2 separate regions of the Sus scrofa genome follow, and region 1 is linked to region 2. The links are chromatin contacts, called in public Hi-C maps. All regions are on one chromosome and are shown on one strand. The core of a region is the stretch at or near the end of the contact, and the rest is flanking DNA. Distances in the headings are between cores, read along the strand shown. Region 1 has its middle 29 kb from the start of HELT. Region 2 holds the start of CENPU (centromere protein U).

Region 1 (6,703 bases), core at 2,885-5,384, 210 kb before region 2:
AGATCTAATGTACAGTACGGTGGCGATAGTTAACAATCACTGTTTTGTGTACTTGAAATTTGCTAAGAGAGTTGATATTAAATTAAGTCTTTTCACCACGCGCCCACGCCGCACACACACACACACACACACACACACACACACACACACACAACCACCCTTCCATCCTACCCCCCATCCAAAACCCACTCCCCCAAATAACGTCGTAGCTGTGCAGAGACAATGTTCTATTAAGCGTGATTTGGTGATCATTTCCTGATGTATATGTGTCAAGACATCAAGTTGTACACTTTAAATATATACAGTGTATGTTAGTCATACTGAAATGACAGTATTAACGGCCTGAACACAGATTGGGACATGAACCTATATGCAGATCGGACTCGAACCCAGCCTAAACCCAGATTGGGACTTAAACCCAAGGTTTTTTTTTTTTTTTTTTTTTTTTTTCCCCTCAATTTTGTCAGTGTTTTCCATCATGCAAGTTGTTGTTGTTTTTTTTTTTTTTGCTATTTCTTTGGGCCGCTTCTGCGGCATATGGAGGTTCCCAGGCAGGGTCTAATCGAGCTGTAGTCTCCAGCCTACACCAGAACTACAGTAATGCAGGATCCGAGCCGCATCTGCAACCTACACCACAGCTCACGGCAACGCCGGATCATCAACCCACTGAGCAAGCGCAGAGACCCAACCCGCAACCTCATGGTTCCCAGTCGGATTCGTTAACCACTGAGCCACGACGGGAACTCCAAAAATAAAAATCTTAAAAAAATTTTTCCACGTTGAAGATTTTTTGAAAAAATTTTAGAAGGAACTCCTAAACCCAAGGTTTTAAATTAGAATCACTCACCCTGTGTCTGGACTCACTGAGGTTCAGGTTCTTCATGTCTCTGCACAGAAGGAATTCAGCGAGAGACAAGGAGATAGGCAAGAAATAGATTTATTAAGATAGGACGCTTGTGAGAGATGCAAGCGGACAGGCACAGAAGCTCTGCCCAGAGGATCCCATGGGCTACAGGTTTTACTATCCAAGGGGAGTGGGGGTTGGAAAAGCCCGCCTCTTCCTTTCTAGGAGTATTAGCTCCTCCTTGTATCTGGTGAAGTGTGTATTCAAATCCGCAGAAGGGTGGTCCTGAAACCCTTGCCCTTGGTCTGAGTATGAATGCAGGCCTGATGCCATCTGCCACCTGAGGCAATTCTCAAGGCTCCACTAACAAAATAAGCCTGCTTTGTGCTGATGGTTTTCTTGATCAATTTATTAATTTACAGTGATCTCCCAATGTCCCCTGTTTCCTCTTTAAATGTGGTCCTTTATCAGGACTTCTACAACTACCTGTGCCTACTCCACCCCTATCATTACCTCAGTAAAGCTGATTTGTTTTTTTTTAAAGACTAGTCTTAACTCCTCATTGTTGTATTTCATACTTCCACCACTAGGTGTCCCCCTGGCTAGCAAGATGTATGCGGAATGCTACCTTCTCGCACTGCGTTTTTGGAATAAAGGACAAGGGCTGAACAAAGTGATGTTTTCTTGCTTCCTGAGGAGGGGCAGAGGAAGGGGAGGGAGGGGGGTCTTTCTGAAGCGGACTTGTGTTCTGGCGAAACCATCCTTTTATTTTTATTTTTTTAATTTTAATTTTTTTTTTTTTTTTTTTTTTTGGTCTTTTTGCCTTTTCTAGGGCCGCTCCTGGGGCATATGGAGGTTCCCTGGCTAGGGGTCTAATCGGAGCTGTAGCCACTGGCCTATGCCAGAGCCACAGCAACATGGGATCCAAGCTGCATCTGCTACCTACACCACAGCTCATGGCAACGCTGGATCCTTAACCCACTGAGCAAGGCCAGGGACCGAACCCGCCACCTCATGGTTCCTAGTCGGATTCGTTAACCACTGCACCACAACGGGAACTCCAAACCATTCTTTTAATACAGAGGAAGAGTTATCAGTAAGCTGAAGGGTTTGGCTGTCTGAATCAACAGATTAAATGTGATAGGAACACTGTCAGAACTTAATTTGCACCATGGGAAATGAATGTGGCCCAGAATAGATACAGGACATGATTAACTGCCACTGGAGAGAGGATGGGCCTCTGGAGAGAGGGAGCGTTGAACATATGGAGCTAGGAGCTGCCCTAGACCCACACTTGGGCCCAATCAGTGGAGGGTCCTTTGCAGATATGCAGAGAAACTAATGCTGTGTGTCTTTTGGGATGGACGCCCACTTAAAGCCAAAGTCATTTTCACTCTAGGGTCTCCTGGAAGCTGCAGCACTCACTGCCAAGCCATAATCAATGATGGGTCAGTTGCTGGATCACCAGGGGTCTGGATTTCTCTGCTTTGCAGGTGGACTTTGAGGGCACCTAGAATACACTTGGTGATCTACAGCAAGCCCAGAATGGAAAGAAACTGCATTCATTCAATCAGAATGCTGCTGCAAGGGAGACTGTCTCCCTGAATTCTCCTACCCAGCCAGCATCCTTCTCCTGCCCACAACCACCCTGAAACTGTAGCAGATTCCTCAGGAGACCTGACCTGGAGCAGAGTCCACATCCTGGATCCATTGCTTCTCTGGTGCAGTAGCTAGGAGCCGGGCCTTGGGCATGTGGTTTAGCCTCTCCAGGGCCCCTCTGCTGTAGAATCTGTTTTCCTATAAACTGTGGTACTACTGGAGTTTTCATAGCTTGTAGTGAATGAGATAATGTGGGAAGTGTTTGGTGCAGAATCTGACCCCTAGTATAAATGTTTAATAGGTGGTGTCTAGTATTAAGGGGCTCTTTGGACAAGGAAAGGGCCACTACCTTTGCATCTCTTCAGTGATTATAAAGAATTGCTTTGCTCAACCCTTGTCTCAGCCAAAATGGAACCGCTCAGATCTCCATGGACAAGTACTGATATTCAAGTATTGCCAGGTGTGTGCTTCCACTTTGTGCTAAATGGCACACCTCGGGTGTAAGTTACCTGCCCTCCCAGGAGCTCAGAGTCTAGTGGGACACACACTCACAAAGGAAAACAACAGGTGATATAAGGGCTCTAAGAGGCATGGCTGCAGGGGAGTTGGGAAGGCTTCCTAGGAGGATCTCGGAGGATGAGTGAATGTCCCAGCTGGTGTGAGCAGAGGGAACGTGGGGTGGGAAGTGTGCACAGGGTCAGGGCCTGAAGCATAGCACAGCAAGTCTGAGAGTTGGGAGCCTGGGGGCTGGCAGGAGAAGGGACCATTGGTGGAGGGCAGACACTGAAAGGCTTTGTTTATCCCCCTGGAGAGTTTGAATTTGACCTTTAGAAAGCTTTTAAGAAGATTGGTCTCAAGAAGAATGACGCTTAGATGGAGTGGAGGCTGCAGTGGTGGAGCCTGGAGCCGGGAGGCTGGTGGGTGGATTGTTGCTGAGCCAGGTGGGAGGAGGAAGCCTGAAATAGAGGGGTTGCTGCTGAGTGGTGGCTCTGACCGGCTCTACCAGCTTGGGGGCCAGTCAGCAAGGGGTGAAGGAGAGCGAAGAGGAGGGTTGGTCCTGAGTCCCTAGCTTGGGGAACTGCACAGATGCTTCTGAGGGCGATAAGAGGGCCAGGCTGAGGCATGTGAGCTGGAGATGCTGGTGGACAGCCTCTTGGTTGGGGATGGGGGTGTCGCTGTGGAGGTGAGGTGGAGCCCTGTCTGGCTTTGCCAGAAGTTTGGGGAATTTTGGGGGCTGTGGAATTAGATGAAGCTTTTGTGATAAGTTAAATCATTCCCGTCACTTAGACCCTTTAAAAGCTGTATGAGTTATTTCAAGTCTGAACTGCCCGCCAGATCTTTTTTTTTTTAATAGCCCACAGAATTTTAATATCCAACAAAGAATTTTTAAGAGTTAAATTTATAAAATTATATGAGGACAAAAAGAGATGTGGCCACCAGATCTTAACACCTCTGTGCATGGTGTAATAAATTGCAAAGAATGATCACGAGTACACATTAACCATCTGCTTCATACGGCTAATGGGATGTCCTTTTACTAACTTCTAGAATTTCAACAGAAGTCCAAACTTTTCGGCTTCTGGGACCAAATGTTGTGCATGATATGTGCTCCACCTCAGTGGACAGAGGCCTACATGCACAGCTTCTAGAGTCCATCGCCAGAGCCAGCATGGCCTCCCGTGTCCTCCACAGCCCTGGGCCAGTGTCCTCAGGGTGGCTCTGTTGCACAACGAGGACCTCATAAACCTTCTGAATCAACAGAGACTGAACAACATCCAGGATGGTTTAGCATCAATGATCATTTTTGCCTTCAAGCATATTGAAGCTCTGTAAGCTTTCCCTACCACCCTTTCTAGCCCTTAATTCCCCTGCTATAGTCTGTGTCTGAGGAATGAGATGGATCCTGTAACTGGAAGATGAACTCGGTCAGAGGCCCCTGTTTCCCAGTCATGTCATATTACATATCATGTAGCTAAACTGAAGATGCCACGTTTTACTGGTAAAATAAATACAATCTGAATGTTAAACATCTTTCAATGGAGTGGAAATCAGGAGAGTATGCATACAAAATATCACACATATATTTCAGATCACATTTCAGCTAATCCTTTTACCTTCAAAGGTCTAACACTGATTGCTAAGTTGTTAGAGAATCAGGCTGTGGCAGATGGCAGACTCACAAAATATTTTTGTGGCCATAACTCAGAAACCCCTTTAGCAGAGCACTAGGTTTTCCAGATTAATGCCCTCTTTTTGCCCCCATTATTATAAATTCACTCTTCTCTACCAACAGGAGGGGCAAGATGTGTGCCCAGGGCAGGGAGTGCCCTGAGGTGGGGGGACTGAGGGTCTAGGCCCTGCCCCTCTAGCACTGTGTCCACCTTCACCCCCTGCGCCAGCACAGAGCCTGCGCTGTTTCCTCCAGGGCCTGTTCACCATATTGGCGGCGTCAGCCCTGAAATATGTTACTTCTACAATTGTCAACAAAGTCTTGTCATTTTTGGAGGCTGTGCCCATGGAGAACAAGGGCCACATCCCCTTGTCTGCCCAGATGTGCTTCTGCCCATCAGATAACTTAAACGTCCTTCTGCAGAGGAATGAGAGGCCTTCTGTCCAGTTTGGCTCAGCCAGGGAGGCCGAGGTCCAGGGGGACAGGGCGGGACTGAGGCAGTGTGAGCAAATGGCCCCGTTCATATCCCATCTGCACCCCAAACCCAGTGTGTCCTGCTTCTACTAGGGATTTGAGGTGACTGTTGTGACCTGGAGAGACTGTGAGATAAGGTCACTGCGTGTGGGCAGGAGCTGGTCTTCTCTGCAGAAGGTGGGCTTATCATCTGGGGGAACCCAAACCCTCTATCAGAAACCCCAAGGCGGGTGTTGACCTTGGCTGGGCAGGGAAGGGAGTCTCTCCCTCCCTCTCTTTAGGATTCTGACCATGTGCCAGGCCTTGGGGACTGATGGCCCCTGTTGTGGGAGCTGGGCAGGGAGGTGCCTGGGGAGGCCTTCATGCTGCTGTGACTAAGTTCTGTGATATGACTGGTTTTAAACCAAATCATCCAGGTGCATCTGTCCAAATTTCCCTTTTAGCAAAGCATTGTGTGTGCGCTGCTGATCTCCACATACTTCCCCTCTCTCCACCCAGCCTCTGACACACCTGGGCGTAGGTGGCCTCAGTGTGTAGCAGATTCCAAGGGTGAGGTCAGTTTTTAAAGATAAGGGTTGAGAGGCTTGGAGTAAAAGATAAAAGACAGAGATCGTAAAAAAAGATAATAAAGATTCTCCTTTCATTGATGACCATGGATGAGCCAGCTTCCAGAGAAGCAAGCCCTAACAGTAAGCAAGGCAGAAGCCCAGACAGGTAGACTGACAGCTTAAGTGGCCAGAGGTGCATGCAGGTGAATAGAGTGTGGAGCCTGAGGCCCTGGTGTCCAACCTGCAAAGCCACCTGCACGGGATTCCACTCCCCGGGAGTGGGCTGTAGGGAATCGGGCAGGTGCCTAGGAACCAGGAGAAGGAGTCCAGGGAGGGGCTTGAGGCAGGTACTCAAGGAGCAGAACAAGATCCTGTGTCCTGACACTGCAGTATGAGGCAGAGCCCAGTGATCAGGCCTAGGCTGCACAGTCTGCATGGCCGTGGCCCCCAGTCAGGCTGCTGGCCACTGGATGTCAAGCTACTGACCCTTCCCCTTCTCCTGCAGTCAGGAACCAGGCGGCTTCTAGAGTTGTGCCGTCCAATATGGTAGCGTGGCTTTTAAATTTAATTTTTAATTAAGTGAACATTTAAAAAAAAATCAAGGATTCAGTTCCGGATTTGCACTCACCGCAATCAAGTACTGAACAGTGAGTATGGCTAGCGCCTGGGGCAGCACAGATCCCAAGGTCACAGGAAGTTCAACTAAACAACACTGGGCTGTGCTGAGCTCTGGCTTTAGGCAGGGAAAGAAGGGAATCAGTGGACCAAGACGTTCCTGACATGTCGAGGAAGAGCAGCAGAGTGGCCCTGTCATCACCCAGGCAGTAACCTTGCTGCTCTCCCGACTTCTGCAAACCACCCATGTGTGCTACCTCTGTGCCCAGTTCCTCAAAGTCTTACAGCCACTCTATGGCCTTGTCTCTACAAAAGGCCTTGTTAGAAACAAAAACCAAACCAAAAAAAAAAAAAAACCTACTTTGATCCAGTGATTCTGCTTCTGGAAATTTATCCAATGAATATACTCATAGATCTTCAAAAAGGGACCTGTAGAAGGGACTTTCTGTGTGA
Region 2 (6,937 bases), core at 891-3,390:
TCATAAATTGCTTTATTATTTAAACCTATTTGGTTTGAGTTTTTATTTCCATCCAGAGCACTGAACCTCTTCTTGTTTTAACAACTGGATAGTTTCTTTTTTTGGACCCATAGCACAAAAGGTTTGACAACAGTCGCTTTCCTGGGAAATGAAACTTCCTTTCCACATTCCCTTTCTTATTCCTCCCTCCCTCTTTCCTTCCTTCCTTCCTTCCTTCCTCCTTCCTTCCTTCCTCTCTTTCTCTCTCTTTCTTGGCAGCACCCACAGCATGCAGAAGTTCCTTGGCCTGGGATAGAATGTTAACCATTACGCCACGAGACAACTCCCCTGACACTCTTAAGGGTGACAATTTTCTGAGATTCCAGGAACACTATTTCTACATTCAGTGGGGAAGTACCTTCAATACCTCAAAGGCAATTTACTCTTCTCTGGCAATTGCCCTAGTGATTCATAGGTGGGGTGAGCAGGTATTTTTCTGAAAAGGAATCAGGATGGACCTATAACCAAGGAGAATATGATCAACTTAAGAGAAATGCAATCAAAAACACAATAAGATACCATTTAACTTGCTAGTTAGGTAAAACATTTAAAGTATTGAAAATTCTAAGTATTGACAAGTATATGTAACCAGGAAGATTTTATTAATTGCTTATAAAACAATGTGTAAATATTGGCATTCTCACATAGCTGAAAATGTCTCTATCCCATGAGACAATAATAGCTCTGCTGCGTCTATCCCTGTCTCGTAGCTGTGTACCCTGCAGGACACTTACAGGGACGTTTAGCTGGGCATCATTGGTAACAGCAGAAAGACTGAAAACAACTGATCTATCCATACATAGAAGAATGAATAAAGAAAATGTGATATATTTACTTAATGCATTACAAAAATGAATGCATGAGAGCTACATGCATCACTGTGAATAAACCTAAAATTTATATCTTTGAGTAAGAGCACTTGCACAATACATCCAAATATTATTTGTATAAAGTTTAAAAATATACAATAAATAACATTTTAGGAATATAGCAAGGTAGAAAAACATGGGAATGAGAAACGCAACATTGGAAGTGTGGTTATCCTTGGAAGAAATGATAAATAAATATATATATATGTATTACTTTGTAATTATGTAATTAAGTAAATATATATGTGTGTGTGTGTGTGTGTGTGTGTGTGTGTGTGTGTGTGTGTATAGTCTATTTAGGGCTGCACGCATGGCATATGGCGGTTCCCAGGCTAGGGGTCCAATCAGAGTTATAGCCACTAGCCGATGCCACAGCCACAGCAATGCCAGATCCAAGCTATGTCGCCACCTACACCAAAGCTCACTGGCAATGCCAGATTCCTAACCCACTGAATGAGGCCAGGGAGCAAACCTTTGTCCTCATGGATACTAGTCAGATTCATTTCCACTGAGCCACGACAGGAACTCCAGGAATGATAAATATTAATTTCCTATCCAGTGGTGACCATCTGTGTGCTCCATTTTATCTTTGTATATGCTATATTATGTGCATGAACTCTAATAATTTTTATTGTGGTGATATATACGTAACATATAGTTTAGCATTTTAGCCACTTTCAACTGTACCATTTAGTGGCACTACTTAAGAATATTCACATGGCTATGCAACCATCCACCATTAGCCACTTCTAGAACTCTTTCATCATCCTAAACTGTGCTTTTTGATGTCTTGATTCAAGATATCATTGCTAGATCCAATGTCATAAAGCTTTTGCCCTATATTTTCTTCTAAGAGTTTTATAGTTTTAGCCCTTATAGTTAGGTCTTTGATCCATTTTGAGTGAGTTATTTTTTTTGGGGGGGTGATAGGGGTCCAAAATCATCTTTTGCAGGATAATGCATTTTTTAGAGAGAAAGTAAAGAATCAGAGAATATTAGCTCCAGAAAAGGCCCTCCCCACTTATGAGTGAAAAAACTGGGGTAGAAATAAAATAATAAGCCAAGATGACACAACTGATTACAGGCGTTGGCAGACTAAAAATCAAACCTTATTTCCAAATCTTTACTCTAGATAGCTGCGCAGGCGCTTAAGCACCCAGCGGTCCCACCCTGGGTTTGGATCCGCCCCTCACAGGCGGGCGCCCTCTCCAGTTCCGGCTCTGGCTCCTCCCCCTCCCGCCCCCAAGGGCGGGCCCTGGCGGCTCTGACTCTTTGGAACTTAGGAAAAAGGGCGAGGCACGTGGGTGAGAGGAAAAACCCGACAAATGTTTGGCGTATCATGCACTGTCAGCAACTGGTTTTAAAGCCTGGACTCCAAATCCGCTCTAGCGCAGTACCAGACCGGGTTTTTTCTAGCGCTCTAGGACGGGGAAGAGCCCTAGCCCGCCTGTGTGTAAGACCGGGCGCGGGGCGGGAGGCGTGCCCGCGTGCTCGGCCCCGATTGGCCGCTGGGAGCAGCGCGGGGTTTGGCGGGAGCTTCAGGAGCTGCGCGGGCGCAGGGAGCTGTGGGCCGTGATGGCCCAGCCGGGACGAGTAACGCGCTCAGGGTAGGTATTGAGGACCCTCGCGACGCAGGTTGGGGCCCACTTTATCTTCTTTCTCTTCCGCGGATCTTGGGCCTCTCGGAGCTGTTGGTGCTGCCTGGTTCTGGCACTGTGCTGTTTGTCCTAGCGATAAGTTTCCAGGTCTGTAAAAGGGGAGTAATAATAGTCACAATTTTCTAGGAATTACGGGGAAGCTTAGAGGAGTTACAGTTTATAACGGTGCCTGACGGGCAGGCGAGAACGCTGGCTAGTGTTAGCATCATTTTGGGTGAGTGTAGTCTAAAGTAGACAAAACATTTTAAAACGAACTGTCCAACAAATAACTTATGAGGGCGTACCACTCTACCACTTGCCAGACATCACATTCTAGTGGCTTTTACACTCTGGCTGGTAGTCAGTATTCTTATTTTCAAGACCTTGCTTGTTTTTATAACACAAACCACAGACCATAAAGTTGAACTACATCTCCGGCCGGCTGCTTGTGGTTCTTAAAGGAGCACTCCAGCCAGGATGGGGCAAGGTTTTTTGTTTTTAATCAAAAAGGGCATGCAATTTAAAATAGATTGCAAAACTGCTCTCTAAAATGTTATTCCCTCTGGATTTGTTGGCAAGTATCTTGCTGGTGGTGTCTGGTCCTGGCTGGAGGGGCCTTGGCTTGCTTTGATTAGTCTGCAAAGGAGTTCCACCTGGACCGTGGGAAGGCTTCCCGGAGAAGGTGCATTTGTAGATGTGGGGTGATGGTAGAGGCAAGCCGACAGCATAGGGGAAAGGCTGGGGCAAGACAAAGCAGGGAGGTGGAGTAAACTGAGACTAGATTCCAGTGGCCAGTGGGGAAGAACCTAAGACGCCCACAGTGGGGAGGAGGACTGGGAAAAAATATTGGAGCCTTGAAACATCAGGTGACAAGAGTTAAACTTTATCTGCTAGGCCAGTGGGGGGGTGGTTCTCTCTCTCTGTACACAAACATATACACATACATGTAACATTTTTGCCTTTTGAGATTCATGAAATCTGTTCATCCTCCCCCCCCAAAATGAAAGTTTGACATATGTTATCAAGGAGATTTCCATCTTTTAGGAGTCTCTTCTTGCTCCTTGCCTAGGTGAGAAGGAAACTTGACCTGTGGATCTGAGCACAGATAAGGCAGGGGTCCTTAGAAAGAGTAGGTTAAGAAAGTATGTGATCGGTTTCTAGTCCCATTTCTGTCACTTGGCTGTGACCACTGACGTTACTTACCTTTCCAGGACCCCAGAATCATAGATGCCTTACACCAATACCTATTCTCCCTTCTTTGGGGTCTGAGATTCAAATAAAGCAGTGGTTTTCAAAGTGTGGTTCCCTGACCAGCTGCACTAGGAGCATGCTAGAAATGCAAAAGCGTAGAGGCCATCCCAGGTTTACTGAATCAGCTGCTGCTCTGGAGATGGGCTAAGTGGTCTGTTCTAACAAGCCCTCCAGGTGAGTCTGATGCCTGAAAGCTTGAGAACCAAACTTTTTCTGTTCTTACTGTAATTCACAGCAATGATGTTTACATCACAGTGAGTACACACACACACAGTACGTACACACACATAAAACAAGGGGTATATGAAATACTATGTTCAGTGCATGGTACTATTATATTTTATATTCTCTTCTTAAGATTTCGGAGTTCCCGTCGTGGCGCAGTGGTTAACGAATCTGACTAGGAACCATGAGGTTTTGGGTTTGATCCCTGGCCTTGCTCAGTGGGTTACGGATCTGGCGTTGACATGAGCTTTGGTGTAGGTCGCAGACGTGGCTCCGATTTGGTGTTGCTGTGGCTCTGGTGTAGGCCGGCGCTGCAGCTCCGACTGGACCCCTAGCATGGGAACCTCTATATGCCACAAGTGCAGCCCTAGAAAAGACAAAAAAGAAAGAAAATTTTCTTCTTGTTTTTTGGGGGTTTTATTTGTCCTTTTAGAAAATGCTGAGTGTGGGGGAAAGGTTAAAGGATGTGATGGGGCAGTTGATGAAACTTGGATATGATTAGATAATTATGTCAGTGACCTGAAAATTGTGCTGTGACTACACAAGATTTCAGCTCCCTAGGAAGGACACACTGCAGTATTCCCCATTTACCGAATACATACAGAAAGCAGATGAGGCAACATGTAAACAGTAGTGAAGTGGGGCAAAAGGTATACAGAAGGCTTAGACTATTGTCACAACTTTCCTGTAGGTTTGAAATGATATCAAAGTTACTCAAAGAAACACTGGTTCAGACACTAAACTGACTTTGCTACGCACTCTTGGGGGTATGCAGGGCATGTCTGAAGTCAGGTCTGTGTATGGGGACATCCCCGTTGCCCTCCCACCTCTCTTGGTGCACGGACAGTAGGATTTCCTGCTTATTTTCTGTTTCCTTTCTGGTTTGTTACATCTTCCTTATTTTAAGCTTGTTGGAGATGCTCGGGCTTTATCCCCTTGTCCTAATGCCCACAGGAAGGGGCCTGAAGGGGTAGAAAGTGAGGAGGGCTCTGGGTTGAAACTGATGCAGATTTTAATTTGAGATTCCCTTCCTCTTGGCTGCATGTTGCTTTGGGCAAAAAGACATCTGGACCATGGGGTTCACGTCTTCTTAAGGCCCACTGTGGAGCCACATGAGAGAATGCGTGTGAAAGAGCAGGCACCGTATGGAACGGGCTCGGGTGCTTGACAAAGTTTCGGGACCTCTCGCTCATCTCTGCAGAAAGTCAGCCCTTGTTGATGTGACCTCAGGAACAAGGATGACAGCAGGGTTAGGGGGTTTCTGTATCCCTGAGAGCAGAGCTATGCTGTTTATACAAAGGTGATATGATTAGACCTAGAAAAAAATGTTCAGCGCATGAGAGATGGGCTTGGCTTTCTAAAAGGGTTTTGCCCTGTGCATTTCACCATGTGCGTGTTGTTAGTACAACTAATGAGGAATGTGACTTGGAGAGAAAATGCTTGGAAGAGGTTGTAAGTTCTGGTGTTTCCCCTTTACTTTTAAAGCTTTCCTAACTCGTGTGTGTGTGTTTGCTCTTTTATAGTGCAAGATATTCAGAGAACACTGTAGGAAGAACACAGTCCATGAAAGATGTAAGTTATCTTTTTATATTTTAATATAACTTTCTCATAATTGGCAATACAGAGATTAAAGATTGTACAACATTTAAAGATCATGCAACATTCTGTATTTGCTTTTTTTTTCACTTATAGCCATTTCTCCATATTGTTGTAATTTTCTTTTTTTTTTTTCTTTCTTGTTTTGCTTTTTAGGACTGCACCATAGCATATGGAAGTTTGCAGGCTGGGGTTGAATGAGAACTACAGCCACAGCAACTTGGGATCTGAGCCCGGTGACCTATACCATAGCTCATGGCAATGCTGGATCCTTAACCCACTGAGTAAGGCCGGGGATCGAACCTGCATCCTCATGGATATTAGTGGGGTTCGCAACCCACTGAGCCACAAGGGGAATTCTTGCGAGTGGTAGTTTTGTTTGGTCTCTTAGTTTTCTTCCATCTCCTGTATACCTTCCAGAATTTCCCCATATTTTCTTGTCCATTAAAGGCACTTGTCCATATTTTCCAGAGCTACTGCGGATGGTTTTCTTCCTTTATATTGTGGGCTTTCATCAGGATTTGGTGAGCAGTCTTAGGCAGCTTATTAGTAGATTGCACTGTAAACCTGTCTCTCTCCTGAACTCAGGAGTTTTTACCCCACTCGTCTTCAGAAGTGGTGGTGGACTTGGAGGTAGGCGGGCAGATTTCTGGGGATGGGGCTGCACTAGCTCAGTAGTCGGCAGACCGTGGCCTATGGGCCGGACCTAGCCTACCCCCATTTCTTTTTTTTTTTTCCTTCTTTTTTGGCCGCCCCGAGGCATATGGAGTTCCCTGGCCAGGGATGGGATCTGAGCCGCAGTTGTGACTGAGGCACAGCTGTGGCAACACTGGATCCTTTAACCCACAGTGCCAGGCCAGGAATTGAACCTGCATCCTGGCTCTGCAGAGACACGGCCAATCTCGTCGTGCCACAGTAGGAACTCCTGTCCCCCTGTTTTTATACAGCCCTGCGAGCTAAGAATGGTTTTTATATTTTTGCATGATTGAAGTAAAATCAAAAGAAGACTATCATATGTGAAAATATGAAATTCAAATCTCAGTATCCACAATAAAGTTATATTGCAGTACAGCCGTGCCTTTGCTTTGCGTTGCCACTGTCTGCTTTCAGGCTGTAACGGCTGAGTTGCATAGTTGCAACTGAGACCCCCTGACCTGCAAAATCTAATATACAGGTGACCCTTGGGCAGCACAGGTTTGAGCTGCATGGGTTCACTTGTACCCAGATTATTTTCAGTATTAACTTACTATTTGTAGTTGGTTGAAACCATGGATGTGGAACCTTGGATAAGGAGGGCCAACTGTACAGTTATATGGATTT

What was found. A called contact is a pair of places that touch in the nucleus more often than the background predicts.
Region 1: a contact with region 2 is called in a Hi-C map of adipose tissue, with 5 times the contacts expected there. The contact joins the enhancer-like site here to the promoter of CENPU in region 2. A contact is called at or near these places in 2 of 5 promoter capture datasets (fetal skeletal muscle and liver), 34 of 47 Hi-C or Micro-C datasets (adipocytes, adipose tissue, alveolar macrophages and 17 more) and 2 of 2 datasets of contacts at active chromatin or transcription factors (alveolar macrophages and skeletal muscle).

What each region holds. Positions count from the first base shown.
Region 1 is chr15:46,055,937-46,062,639 of Sscrofa11.1, reverse strand. No RefSeq gene overlaps it. Among named protein-coding and RNA genes, the nearest start is that of HELT, 29 kb to the left of the region's middle. Within about 2 kb of position 4,134, at least 8 of the 83 cell types and tissues checked have an H3K27ac peak or open chromatin away from gene starts, as enhancers often do. A contact at or near this core is called in adipose tissue and skeletal muscle, where this site is marked.
Region 2 is chr15:45,846,664-45,853,600 of Sscrofa11.1, reverse strand. CENPU (centromere protein U) reads left to right here and starts at 2,140. Exons shown (of 12, transcript XM_013984043.2): 1 at 2,140-2,515; 2 at 5,545-5,593. The coding sequence starts at 2,484. PRIMPOL (DNA-directed primase/polymerase protein) reads right to left here. Exons shown (of 15, transcript XM_021076332.1): 15 at 2,549-2,655. The coding sequence ends at 2,636.